2 separate regions of the Mus musculus genome follow, and region 2 is linked to region 1. The links are chromatin contacts, called in public Hi-C maps. All regions are on one chromosome and are shown on one strand. Each heading gives the region's core, a stretch centred on a gene start, on an enhancer-like site or on the middle of the called end of the contact. The rest is flanking DNA. Distances are from core to core; before and after follow the strand shown.

What was found. A called contact is a pair of places that touch in the nucleus more often than the background predicts.
Region 2: a contact with region 1 is called in a Hi-C map of uterus, with 2.9 times the contacts expected there. The contact joins the promoter of Myef2 here to the enhancer-like site in region 1. A contact is called at or near these places in 5 of 39 promoter capture datasets (the 3T3-L1 cell line, the HPC-7 cell line, HPC-7-derived erythroid cells and 2 more), 3 of 484 Hi-C or Micro-C datasets (cerebral cortex, muscle stem cells and uterus), 1 of 115 datasets of contacts at active chromatin or transcription factors (embryonic stem cells) and 2 of 9 other capture datasets (adipose tissue and embryonic stem cells).

The regions. Positions count from the first base shown.
Region 1 is chr2:125,025,834-125,032,705 of GRCm38.p6, forward strand. No RefSeq gene overlaps it. Among named protein-coding and RNA genes, the nearest start is that of Slc24a5, 39 kb to the right of the region's middle. Within about 2 kb of position 4,253, at least 6 of the 459 cell types and tissues checked have an H3K27ac peak or open chromatin away from gene starts, as enhancers often do. A contact at or near this core is called in uterus, where this site is marked.
Region 2 is chr2:125,119,709-125,126,580 of GRCm38.p6, forward strand. It overlaps Myef2 (myelin basic protein expression factor 2, repressor), which reads right to left and starts at 3,952. Exons shown (of 16, transcript NM_010852.2): 1 at 3,677-3,952. The coding sequence starts at 3,810. Gm46759 (a long non-coding RNA gene) reads left to right here and starts at 3,936. Exons shown (of 2, transcript XR_001783448.2): 1 at 3,936-4,386; 2 at 5,081-6,509.

The DNA.
Region 1 (6,872 bases), core at 3,003-5,502:
AGATGAGGGAAAGGTTTTAAGTATCATACCAAACCAGAAATAATGAAGATAAACACTGTCTTATTTGGCTATGGTACATACACACATACACATACACACACACTGAATTAGACAACATATATCATACACACCGTTGGCTGTCAGTTATCCGTTAGGTATATTAAGTTGGTTTAACTTTGCCTTGATGTTGCACTTGGGTTCTTATTAAGCTCTCTCTATTATCAACATGATAAGAATTTATTTGCATATTTAATCAAATAATAAATAAAACTTGAGACGTTCTCATCAATCAGCGGAGACAGCAAGCACATGATAATGAAAATGAAGCATGCAGACCTGGACTACATGCTGGAAAGAAAGAGAATACACACCTCAGTAAGAAAATGGCCGAAGGGTAAGCAGGTAATTCAGAAGAAATAAGTAAAAATGAAAATAGTCAGTGAAGTACAGAAAAAGTGCTCAACCGCAATCATTACCAAAAGAGGGAATATTACATATAATACTATAAATTATATATATAATATATATTCCATTATGTATACTATATGTCATAGACCTATACACAGACTCTGAGTTGGGAAAAAGCATAAAGAAATATAGTATATATGCTTTTATTAAGAAAAATCACAAGCTTATGTGCTCTCTGTGCTCGTGCCTTGACCACGCCGTCTGTAACTCTGATTAGCTTAAGCTATCTCACTTGCTGCTTGGATTCTGACCAACCTCCTAGCTTATCAGCCTGTCTTCCATCTTGCTTCTGTTACTCAGTTCTCGCTACTCGGCCAGAATTATCCTTTCGAGATATGAAGGTGATCTTCAGATCCTGCTTACACCCCTTCTTCCTGTGAAGAAGAATAGAGTGGGATCCCTGTCATTACCTCTAAGCCGACCTGTGGCTGGGTCTCTGTCCATCCTCCCAACCTTCTCAGCCCCCACCCCCACGCGCATTTCCAAGCGAGCTCTCTTCACTTCCTGTGCAGCTGTGTTTATGTAAGGCCCCGACACAGCGCTTCTCTCTCCCTCATTACTACGGCCTTCCCTTTAATTCCTCTTCCTTTAGAAAGCCATCCGTGAACTTTCAATTGAGTCAACTCCTCTCTACAACTCCTCTCAACAACACTGTGACTCTTTCTTCAGTAGCACACCAGACTCCACAGAGACCCAGCACATACTGGTGTCTCAGTCAATTTCATTGAATAAATTATGAGTCTTTCCAAAGATCATTTTGATAACACATGCCAACTTTTGGCACATGTACATTCTTTGCCTGAGAATTCTACTCAAATAATTTTTTTTCTTTTATCTTTTACATGCATATCACAAACATGTACACATATGTTAGCCAGGTCTGAGGTTTTCCATTTTAAAATATGTGCTTATTTTAAGAACAAAGAAGATACTTTTTTCTGGGGTAGAAAATGTAAGCTAATTTCTGTCTAATGTAGGCTGTATTGTATCAAAGGGAGAGCTTTGAGATTGTCACCATTGTTAAAGAGGTTACCCCAAATTTCTGTGGCAAAAGAATGATGTCAAATGTGAGAGCAGAGGCCAGTGAGATGGATCACCTGATAAAGGCACTGGTCATCAAGTCTGAGGACAATGGATGCACAAGACAGAGGAAGAAAATGGATTCCTGCAAAGAAGTTGTCCTCTGACAAATAAATAAATATAAGGTGAGAGCAGGTTGACTTGCAGCTAGGATGGGCAGCTCAGGAGGACCTAGCAATGCCCTCAAAAGGAGGGTGTGTGGTGGACAGAAGAGGACCCAGCTGATGATAGGCTTTGGGAAGAGGGCTTGTCATCAACAGGGCCAGCACGGAAAGGAACAGCAAGCACAGATGGGAACACACAGGCGAACAACAAACCCAGAGTGTAAGTAGTATAGACGGTGTGGCAGACAGGCTGGCCAGATTACAAACATTTCCATCCTGATCTGAGATGAACCTGCTCGGCACAGGTAAATGTAGCACAATAGGCTCTGTGCTTTCCTTTTTTCTTTTCTTTTTAATGATGAAACATACTGCCATGTTCGGTGCTACAGGGGATGTATTTCTATGCTTCGCCAGGTACAGGTTTCTTTAATTGTGAGAGCCTATGTGACGGTCAGAGACATTCCCTGTATGCAGTAGATATGTAAAGGCTTTCACATGGTCTAGCTTTTGACAGAGACCCAGATGCTGTGTTCTTCAGAGTTCTCCACTTTCTGTCCCAGGGTGTAAGTTCCCACACACTTGTCCAAAAAAACTTGTCAAAAATACAGTTAAAGAAATCTAACACTATTAGGTTAAAAATGCTGTTTTAGTTATGCACAACAATTGTGCAGAACCCCGGGATGCTGGGATGCTTTTCAATACCGAGCTGATCTTTTTTCTATGCATTTCTAGACATTTGTTATATCTTAACAGGTTTAGCCTTTTGTCTGGCTTGGTTGTTACAAATGTTTTCACCTGTACAGGATTTGCCTTTTAACTTTATTTAGTGTTTCTTACATGGTGATTTTTATGGCTAAATGTATTAATCTTTCTTTTTATGGCTCCTGAATTTTATCATGCTTCAAAAGGCCTTCTCAACTCCAAGACCATTAAATAGTTTTTCAATGTTTTTCTAGACCCCTTGACAGTTAAACTTCCATGTTGATGGTCCATCTGGCACTCATTTTGTTAGGAAGAGTTGGGAGAAATACAACTTTATTATTTTCCAGATGGCTACTCGATTGTCCCAGCATTATTTATTAAATTGTAAAACTATTCTGCACTGATGAAGATATTCAACCTTTATTAAGCACTAAATCTCCAGCACCGCCAAGGTCAGACCCAGTTCTGTTCTTCTTATGGTTCTGGGTATTCGCGCACAGATATGAATCTCGAAAGCATTGCTCTGTAATGTGAGCAGCTGATGGGACTGCATCCCCACTTCACACCTCCTTTTCCTATTTTACCTGGATCATTTCGTTAGTTTGTTTCTCCACTAAAATCCTCATGCCAGTGTGTCTAGTTTCAGGAAAATATTTAATGGTCCTTGGTATTTTTCCTCAAACTCTATTGGGTGTATAGTTAATTCACAGAGAATTGGCAGCTTTACAGTAACCTGTATGCTTGGCTTTCATCTATGAAGTTTCATTTTTCAAAACCCTTGATCTCACAGGTACCCTGATATTTGGGGGGGAAAGAAGCAAGACTAGGGGTGGAGGGGCCATGATAGCCCATGAAGACTGAGGCAGAAGAATTACAAGTTCCAAAGGCCTGCCTGGAATACATAATGAGTTCCAAACTTGATTGGGCAACTTAGGAAGACTTTGTCCCACTTCTTTTTTCTTTTTTAACTAAGAGGGGGAAACAATTGGAGATAGATGTCAGTGATGATGCACTGGGTTGCATCCTCCAGCACTGGAAGAAGAGAGGGAGGGAGGGAGGGAGGGAGGGAGGGAGGGAGGGAGGGAGGGAGAGAGGGAAGAAGGGAGAGAGGGAGAGAGGGAGGGAGAGGGGAAGGGGGAAGGAAGGGGGGAATAGCACATGGAAGATCTTTTTGCTTTTTTTTTTTTTTTTTTTTTTTTTTTTTTTGCCTGCTTGCCCTTCATTCTTGCTTCCAAGTTCATCTACTCTGTTGCTGCTGCTTCTGATACATTCACTGATATTAGAACCAGCTTTTTCAAGCTTCCAATATGAACTGAAGAATCTGCTGGTTTCTTCAGAGTAGATGTCAGTGAGGAGAATACTTCCCAGGCAAGATATGCCTTGGGTTTCAACAAGATGAAATGTTCAGCAGACAGGTGTAAATGAACTTCTAAATAAATAGGCATAGGCTTGGAAGGTAAGCACTCCAGGTGAGTCAAAACTCTTCTAAGAAGATGGGAGATAGGTACTAGAGAGATAGGGATAAAGATGGGACCTTGGATGCACACCCTTGTTTGCGAAGATCCAGTAAAGATGTGTACACATGAGCATGGAGAGTGTAGTAGAAACAAGCCAATGCAGAGCTGACGAGGACTGACAGAAAGGCGGGGGAATGCAGCTGTGCGACTCACACATAGAACACCATGATCAACTCACACTGGAGCTAAGCCATGTGGGGTTCAAATCTTGAGACAACAACCCTGACTCATATAAACCAAGACAGGGTCCATTCTTTGGGCCTCTACAGCCTCAGATGGAGAATGGAGATGATTGTAGTGCCTCTCCCAACGACTGTAGAGCCTCTTCCATGCAGCCACGGGAATATTCATGCAAAGCAAACAGGCAGCCAGAGAGCTCAGCTCCACCCCAGCACACTGAGTCACTGAGCAGCAGAATTTTGGACTGGACTTGCCTCACACTGAAGGAGCATGTGGTCAACGGTGGACAGAGAAACCAAGAAAGCTGGAGGCGTTTAGACTATCCAGAGGTGACCCAGGAGAGAGATATTGCTTCAAAACAGTGGGTACACAGAGCAGAGTCAAAGATATTAAGAAACCACTGGCGTGTTGTCTCCCCTACACCCCATCCATTCTTATCTTCTCGCCCTATTCTCTATATATCCTTCCAAAGCATCTTTTTCCGAGAATAAACAAATGTCGCCTGGACACGTGCACTCTGTTCTGTGTCTGACTTTCACAGGCATGTGCCATGGAGCTCCGTCCTCTGGATATGGAGGCCATCCTTGTTCTACACAGCTGCACAGCACTCTATGGCAGCGCAATAACTTTGCTCTCCATTGCTGAGCTCTTGGGTGGGTTCCAGTCTCCCGCCTATGTAGAAGATGCTGTACTGGGTAGTCGTGCACACCTGTCTGTTTGCACAGCAGTTCCATCCACCCTGTAAAAATCCCCAAAGTAAAGTTGCTTCGGGACAAAACTGTTGATCAGACCTAAAAGGATAGTTAAGTCCTGCAAAGACATAAACTAAAACTACAATTTTCTGTGCGGTATCCAGGAACAGATAACTGAAGAGCCTCCCACGGGAAAGGCGTTCCTGTTTCCTCTTTTCATAATAACAGAAAACAAAGGCAAGCTTCCATGATGAATGTGGATTTTATTCTCTCTTTAATGCGCCTTACTCCGGATGTTACAAACACTGTTGTGTTTGATGTGCTCTGCTGCCCTTTCATTCACATGCTGCTCTCAGACTTTTGAAAAATAATGGGAAAGGGCTGAGTTAGGTGGGAATTCGTGTGCTGAAACTTAGGTGGCATTTGGTTAAGATATCAACTATAGAATCATTTGGGGGTCAGACAATGATAGCAATGATACATTGAATTGTTGAGCTGGTGATTGGCGGGCCTGTGAGCTTAAAGGCCCCCTCTCCTTTCCGGCTGTTGCCAACACCAAACTCAGAAACAAAAGCATAGTGCACCAGGGGAGGTCCTTCTCCTGGGAGCCCACAAGCACAAAGTCAGGCAGGCTGCCCATGGCAGCCGAGGTTGGAAACTTGGCACTTTCATGCATGGGTCAGAAGCGCCAAAAAGAATAAAGAGCCAGAAGGTGGATCAGTCTCTTTATCCTGGACATCCATCATTTCTTCCTAGATGATTCCGACAGTAAGAGTGGCACTTGTCCAGGGGAGTTCCCTCTCGGGTCATATCCTCATAAGTCATGATGTGCTTCCCTCCCACAAGTCCACACCAAGGACGAGCACTTCAGGTTGAACAGGGAGCCACTGTAGGCACCTAAGAGGGATGGCAGAGCCTGGCACTGACGGAGACGTCTGAGGAGACAAAAGACACTGTCCAACAGGCTGAAGTTCAGAAACGTTGATGCCTCATTCCTTATAACATTTCCTATCGACTTGGAAAAAAATCATTGTAATAAGAAGTCTGACACTGCAGTCTTCACAGAAGAAACAGAAGAGAAACGGACCAAGCTGGAGGTGGCTCACACAGAGGGCTGTGGAGATGAAGCCACCTGGGGGTGATTCAGGAAGATGGTACAAGGTTAAAGGAAAGCATCCAGGAACTCTGGCAGGCTAAGGGAGCCTGGAGGAGCAGCCTTGAGAATCAAAGCATGGCTGCTCTTTTTTCCCCCCCTGCCTAAATCATTATATATTAGCTACAAATTTAGTTTGTTGGCCAACACTCAAAAGTGACATATGGCCAATAAAAGGTTCGGAGTTTTCCATCTGCTGCTCAACTTTATCGTGGCTTCCACACACACAGCACCATGTCAGGGCGAGCACGCGTCAGAATCCTTTCCTGCGCCGGCACAGCCTGTTAAATGGGCACTGTTCTAAGACAGCATATGCCACCACCACAGCAGAAGGCCTCACAGGTTGATATGCTCGTTCTTTGAAATCTGTTCCACTCTCAGATCCAACTGTCTTCCTGAAGCTTCAGGACAAAAATGACTGAGCAGAACCCTCTGCAATGTCCCAGGCAGTGGCGCAGTAACTGCCACAGCGCAGCACCCCAGAGGCATTGTCTAGATACTCAGCAGAAAGCTTGTGAGACAACACTCTGGGTACTCGATAAAACCCAAAGCCAAATGCAAAGGAGTTGGCAAGAGCCGGGGCTAGGATTTGGAAACTGTATCCATTGGCATTAAAACGCAAAGAGAAGTCGTCTATTTTCCTGGCTCTGGATCTTTCATTTCCCCTACCTTGAAACTAGAATTGTCTGCAGCTGAGCACACCACGGCTAGGTGGCCCAATTTGTAATGTTCAGGAATCAGTCAGCCTGCTTGCTCCTTGTAAGCGCTGTCCTTCTGCCATGCATCTGGAGACACGGTGCTGGCTGGTCCTTTGTGCATTGCAGCTAGGACAGGATTTTTTTATTGCAAAACCTTGTGATGATCCAGACACTCCAAATCATTCTAACCATTTTCTGACTGCTGTGTTCTAAAAAGCACGGCCCTGGAGAGGGAATGAGAGCCATGGTGGTTTCTCTGTTCAAGCAGAAGAAAAGAC
Region 2 (6,872 bases), core at 2,702-5,201, 94 kb after region 1:
AAGAATAAGGCATGATCTGAAAGGAGTCTTCTCAATTGTTCTAGAATGTGCCTCCTTGTGAATAAAGTTGCATTTCTGAGAATAGAAACAAGCAGCCAAAATCTACAAGGCCTCTCTCTCTCCTCTCTGGTTCCTAGCTCCAGCAGACGGAACAGACCTTCCTTTTTCACTCCTAGGAAGAAGCACCTGCATAACAATGTATCTAACAATGCGCTGTCACTGAGTTCACTGAGCGTCTCCAGGGGAAGTCAGGTAAGAAGAGATCCCTCCTGTCTACTCACAGCGGATGAATTCACTGTGAAAACACACAATTCTCAAGCAGTCACTAAGTTCCTCTACTCTTCACCTGGCTGAATGAAGGTTACATGACTGTAATAAACATTTGCTTACAATACTCTTGACAATTCATTACAAAATACATTATTAGGATATTTTCTTTATGTTTACTTAAAGACTGACCAGAGAAAAACTAAAGATTTCTTTTTAAAAAACCAAACTATAAAATAACCTAGCAATTCCATTTTTTTATTTAATAAAAGAAATAAAACCATCTCAATATCTGAACTCATAGTCACTATATTTTTCATAATAACTAAGATAAGGAACTGAACTAAAAGTCTGCTTACAGATCAAAGACTAATTAAAGAAGGGTGGGAATGGGCATATACATATTCCAGATGTATATATATATACACACACACACACACACACAGGCGGACAGACAGAGGCACATAGAGAGAGAGATCCAGCGTTCAGAAGGAAAGCCTGCCAGCTACAGCAACCTGAAGGACAGTGTGCTAAGTGAAGTAAGCCAGACACAGAAAACCAAATACTGCATGACATCAACAAAACGCAAAGCATCAGGGTATAGTGATCATTACCACAAGTCTAATGAGATGTCTGCCTAAGTATACAAACTTCCAGTAACCAAGTTCTGGAGACAATGTGTAGTAAAATATTTGGAACAATTACAAAAGATGTAGCTACATGAGCTCACAGGTATATTAATTAGTTCAATTACAATAATCATTGTATAATAGCAAATCAAAACATCATGGTTTTGACCTTCACTCATGATAAAACCGATGCTTTTAATCACTTCATCCTACCCTAGTGTTGAATATTTTATAAATAGCACAATATAAATACATCTGTAATCATACAAGACTAATGAAGAGTCACAAAATAGTTACTGCTTTCCTTCCAAAACACTTCAGTGTAGACAGAGAAAACAGGATCTTTAATTCCTGTCTAGAGATGAACAAGCCAACTAAATCTTTTCCATGAGTCTCAGGATCTCAAAATGTCTTCCTCTATTTCTTCAATGGATACTCAGTGAACCTTTAACATTTAAGGTGACAGGATGAAAAGGACAGCCCCCTCTGTCTGCTGTGACTGCATTAATACAAGGTGTTCCAGTCCCAATAGCAGCACATGGCTCACTTCGAAGCAGTGGATGTTGTAAAGCAATGTCTGGTTATCAAATTTCTTTTAATGACTTATCATTGAAAGCATGGTAATCAGCCCAAAGTGTCAACCACCCCACAGGTTGTCACACTGTAGACTCACAGAAGATTCAAGTCCCTAAGTATTCACTGTGACTACCTACGCTGGCCCAGCAGAGGTGTAAGAAATTCCTTAGAGTACATTGGTCTCTACTCAACACTGAGAAAATATGGAAAGAATGAATTAGAATAAGGAAACAATCTGTATTTACTGTTAACAATTGCCCTATATTTTCTCTCCTTAAATTAGAAAATGGTTCTTTCTCACCTCTTTTCCCATCCTGCAATGCAACTGTAGACACTGTATTTTTGGGTCTAATAGAAGTTTAGATACCAGCTTCACAAATACCAACATTATAAGATTCAATGATTATTTTCTTCAGGAAAAAAAAAAAAACAAACAGTGGCACCCTCACTACTAGGTACACATTAGTAATACAACCCTGTACCCCTCAGCCCCATTGCACCCCACAGCTAGAGTCCAGATACTCTAGCCCTTTCCCAAAACACAGTGTGTGCATGGGACGTAGCACAATCTCACACACACTTCACTCTCTGCCTTACTTATAATACCTAAAACAACGCGTGTATCATGTATGCTTACTTTCCATATAGATACAATGTGGGTATTTCCAATTCACCATTAACTCCATGAATACAGAATCCAAAGACACAGAGGGTGACTATATTGTTACAGTCACTCCACTTTTTTTTTCTATTTTTAATAGCAAATCTCTGAAAAAGCCCAAGATCTGACAGGCATAAGAGATAGGCTTTCCTTGCTTTCTGATTTCTCGGTGGTTGATGCATGCACACTCTCCATCCATGAGCAAACTGCACTGACTTTCAAGCCCTGCAAATCTGATACCTGCAAAATTCTGTTCTGCTCACACGATGCTTCCTGTTCAAAAGTCACCAGGTGGGTAGGGAGACGAATGTCCATATTTAAGGTATTCCTAGCCAATTCAAAGGTAACACAACAGGCTCTGTCTAATGGAACGCTCTTAAAGTGCCTCTCCACATATATCATATATCATTTCAAAAATGAATATAGGCATCAGGAAAACAGCAAACACTGAACTTCTAAAGCTCAGGATAGGCCCCAGGGAACTGGGGTAATTCCTCTTAAATACGTTGTCAGTGGTTAAGAAAAAATATACAATGATGTCACCCTAAGAGCGAGACTGTCATAGAGAAGCTGAGGAGCACTACCCCATCTAGTTTGCAACCAATTCAATTCAGCCGGTTTCAACAGACTGGTCCAAATCACTGCCTCAAGTATTTCCACACAAAAGCCAGAAAGACATTTTCCCTTTTCTGACTTCATGTCAGAAAGCATGTGTTCACTGCTTTCTACCGTGGCAGGATGGAGAGGTGGAGGGTGTTTTAACAAATTACTGGCATTATTTTCAACTTCAGTTTTTACAGAATAAGCCATAGGAAAATAAATGTTTGCCTTCACATAGCCCCACGTGACAAGGACAGCCGAGCACAATCTGCCCCTATCCTACTGCCTTACAACTTAAGATCTTATGGATTAACGTCGACTAAATTCTCTACAGACACAGATGACAGATCCAACCTTCAGCCCTCGGGTTTTCTTCTACAAAAAAAGCACTGCATTCGGTGGAGGGGGGGTGTCATTTTGTGGCCTAGCGCCTGCCTGGAGACTGCACGAGGCCCTGGGTTGCGTTCCCAGTTTTGCCAAATTCAGATTTATATTTCAGTAATTTAATTATATCGTAAGTGAATTATAGTAAAATGAAGGCCACTACACACTGAGTTTGTGTTTTTAAAAAAATGAATAAATAAACCAGCCTGCACGGCCCACAACCATCACCGGGTGGGTGGAGGAGACCAAGTCCTCCTTTTTCGAAAGCCAATCAAGAGGAACACAATGGGTTCGGTGAGCTCTAACACTTTGGAAGCCACCACCGCACACGCGGCCCTCACCGGGGCTCGGAACCGGGCCGGGAGGGGAAAGGACCGATGATGTCATCCCTGGGTCCTCCCCGAGGATGAGGCTAGCCTCGGGCCTTTTAAAGGGGACCGTTTTTCCGCGCGCCCGAGGCCGGGGCCGCCAGCACCGCACCTGCTCCCGCCCCGGGGCCGCCCGCGCCTCCCGCCCTGCCCGGCCGCCCTCCCGCCCGGCCGCCCGGGGGAGACAATACATTTTAACGCCGTTGGCGCTGCTGCGCGGCGGTTTCTCGGGCTCGCCGGGGTGCGTGTCTCGCCGCGGCTCAGCCGGTTGCTGCTGCGAGCCGTCGTCACCCGCGGCCGCCTCGGACTTGTCGGCATCGGCCATCCCGCCGCGGGCTCCGCCTCGGCCGCGATGAGGGCTCCGAGCGCTACAATGGCGGCGGCCGGAGAAGCGGTAACGGATCGCGATTTGAAAAGGCCCCGAGCGCTCGGCGGCCGGGATCTCGCGAGAGCGGACGAGGCCCCGCGACTTGGGGAGTGAGTGGGGGCGGGGCTCCGGCGCGGCCACCTGCGGAGGGAGCGCGGGCTGCCTGGGGGGGCAGAGATGGGGGTCCTCGGGGACGGGGCCTTTGGATGAGAGGACTATGGCAGCTCCATCTCTGCGGGTGGATGCTCTACGAACCCGCCAGCGAGCACCGGTAGCTGAGGACAAGTTGACCACTTTCTTTGAGGGCTGAAGATTTTTGTAGACCTTAGCAATCAGCTAAGAGGTCGAAGTTTTTACATTCTCGGGGCAGCTATCGATTTGGACAGTCCATCATTTTCTTAAGAAAACCTGTACAAGGGGGCTGGAGGAGTTCAGCAGTTAGGATGACTTGCTGCTCTTGCCAAGGACCTGGGTTCGGTTCCCAGCACCCACATACAGGAGCTCCAACGACCTCTTCTGACTCCATAGGCGCTGGTATGTCTGTGGTGCACAGATATACATGCAGGCAAACCACACGCACACATGGAAAAAACAAATTGTTTTAAAAGAAGTCTTATACAAGACTAGCTACAAATGCATATTTTGGTTTGGATTATAGATTTTACCCCTAAATACTAAAGATTCATAAACCTGAGTGTCATGATTACACTTCACACTAAAATGGCCTTTTTCAGTTGAAAAAAAAAGCTAAGACCTCCTCAAATGTTTCCTTCTTTAAAAAAAAAGTGAACAGCATAAGGCAGACACAGTTTATTAGAGATGAGAGTCATCTACAAAATTCTGAGTTTGGCGTTCTACCCACATAGTGTCCTAAACACAACAGATACTTTTGTGTTTCTGTACTGTCACCCCTGGGGCCTAATGGTTGCAGTTAGCAGACAGGTGCTGGAATCTGGCAGAGAAAATTAGGCTTTCTCCTCGGCTGAGGCATTTCAGTTCTCCACTTCTCTTCAGGTAAAGACAGCAGTTCCTTCCCTGCAAGGTAGAGATTTAAAGAAAACACTTCATCTAGGGCCAAGTGCTACAGTATCGCAGTCTATCTCTTAAGGCTCCCATGGGGTTTCAATCAAGGAGAAACCAGATTAACCCACCCCACCCCACCTCAACCCTAGATTTCAAAGTATTCACTATTCCATGTATTCTTTTGTTACCATTGAATTTCTCCAAGGAACTCCATCTGACAGTCCTGGACTAGTAGATTCCTGCAAAAACCTTTTTCACATTTCAACACTTTTCAAGAGTTCATCGTGACCAAACCATAATAGAAGGTTCGGAAGGGACACTAGAGCTCTGCTGGAGGAGGACTTTGGGAAACAGCACTATTCAAGAGCTGTAATCGAGCTAAAAGCACAATTTAATTAAACACACACATGAGACTTACCCATACTCCAGAGTATGCCAATTTAAATATCCCATTAAAAGAGCTATTCTTAATGACTGAGCTTTGGGGGGCAGTGTCTTGGAATTTCCAACCCCAATAAGCCTATCTTAAAAAAAAAAAAAAAAACCACGTAATCCAGTTATTATAAGTATAAGATATAAGCCTAGATTGGGCAGATCTAACACTATACTAACATTCCCCAGCTATAAGACCCCTTGCTACTTGTGGTTTCTCCTGGCCACGTGGTTCTGCTCCAACATGGCTATTGTCCTCACTGTCTTCCTTCCTCCTCTCGTCCTCCCTCTTCCCTACTTGTGCCCATTCTCAGAGATCTCCCGTTCTTCCTATCCCACCACTGCCCAAAAAACGGGCTCTCGCCTTTATTGACCAGTTAAAATGGGAAGGTTCGCAGGACTTCACCTGCTGCGACTGCTCTAGGGGGCAACCCCTCTGGAGGAAGCAGAATTAACATCAGAATACAAACAGCACCAGGACAACCCACAACCAAGCAGGATTTAAACTGTGAGCCTAAGATAAATGGCTCTCTGCCTACCCTTTAGCCCCAATCTTGTGAATTCATAAAGAGCTAAGGGTTATCATAACTGAGGATCACTGAGGGGCTCCTAGAAGAGATGAACCTTTCCTTCTCCATGCTGTTGACAGCATACTTAAGGGTAGCGAAATCGACAAAGGAGAATTTAATTCCCTCACTGGGAATTTTTTTTTTCCCAGTTTATGTGTGCACATTGAAAAACTCTTAGGTAACAGATGTTGAAGTGGCCCCCACCCTCCCCCATGGTTCCTACTGCAAAATCGTTATCCTCCACAATTACACAAAATATATATTTTAGTGCTTTGAACACGTGGACCCCACTTAGAACCTCGTTGGCAGTGCTGCCTTGGGAGGCTTAGGAGATGTACTTGTTCCTTGTTGGAGGAAGTACGTCACTAGGGGTAGGCTTTGAGAGTTTAAAGATGCATGCCATTCCCAGTTCACTTTGTATGAACACAATCAAGTGTGTCTCTGCTTCCTGTAAGATAAACGCTCTCAGTTTGCTGCTCCAAATGCCAGCTGCCTGCTGCCATGCCTCCCCAGCATGACTGTGCCTATCCCTCTGCAACTGTAAAACCAAAGAAACTCTTCTGTCAGTTGCCTTGGTCATGGTGATTTATCACAGCAATAGAAAATAAACTAATACAATATTGCTGGAAGAAAGTCAAAGGACCACTTACTTTTCTTTTTAAAAATTGGAATGTCTAGCCGGGCGTGGTGGTGCACACCTTTAATCCCAGCACTTGGGAGGCAGAGGCAGGTGGATTTCTGAGTTTGAGGCCAGCCTGGTCTACAGAGTGAGTTCCAGGACAGCCAGGACTACATAGAGAAACCCTGTCTTGAAAAACAAAACAAAACAAAACAAAACAAAACAAAACAAAACAAAAAAATGGAATGTATATTTGCATGTATGTGTGAGAAAGGGAAGGAAGCCTTCTTACATATTAGAAATGTAACTCCAAAATCCGGTCTTTTCTGTTAATAGCTTAACACCACCTTATCATACTGTTACCTTAACATACTTTA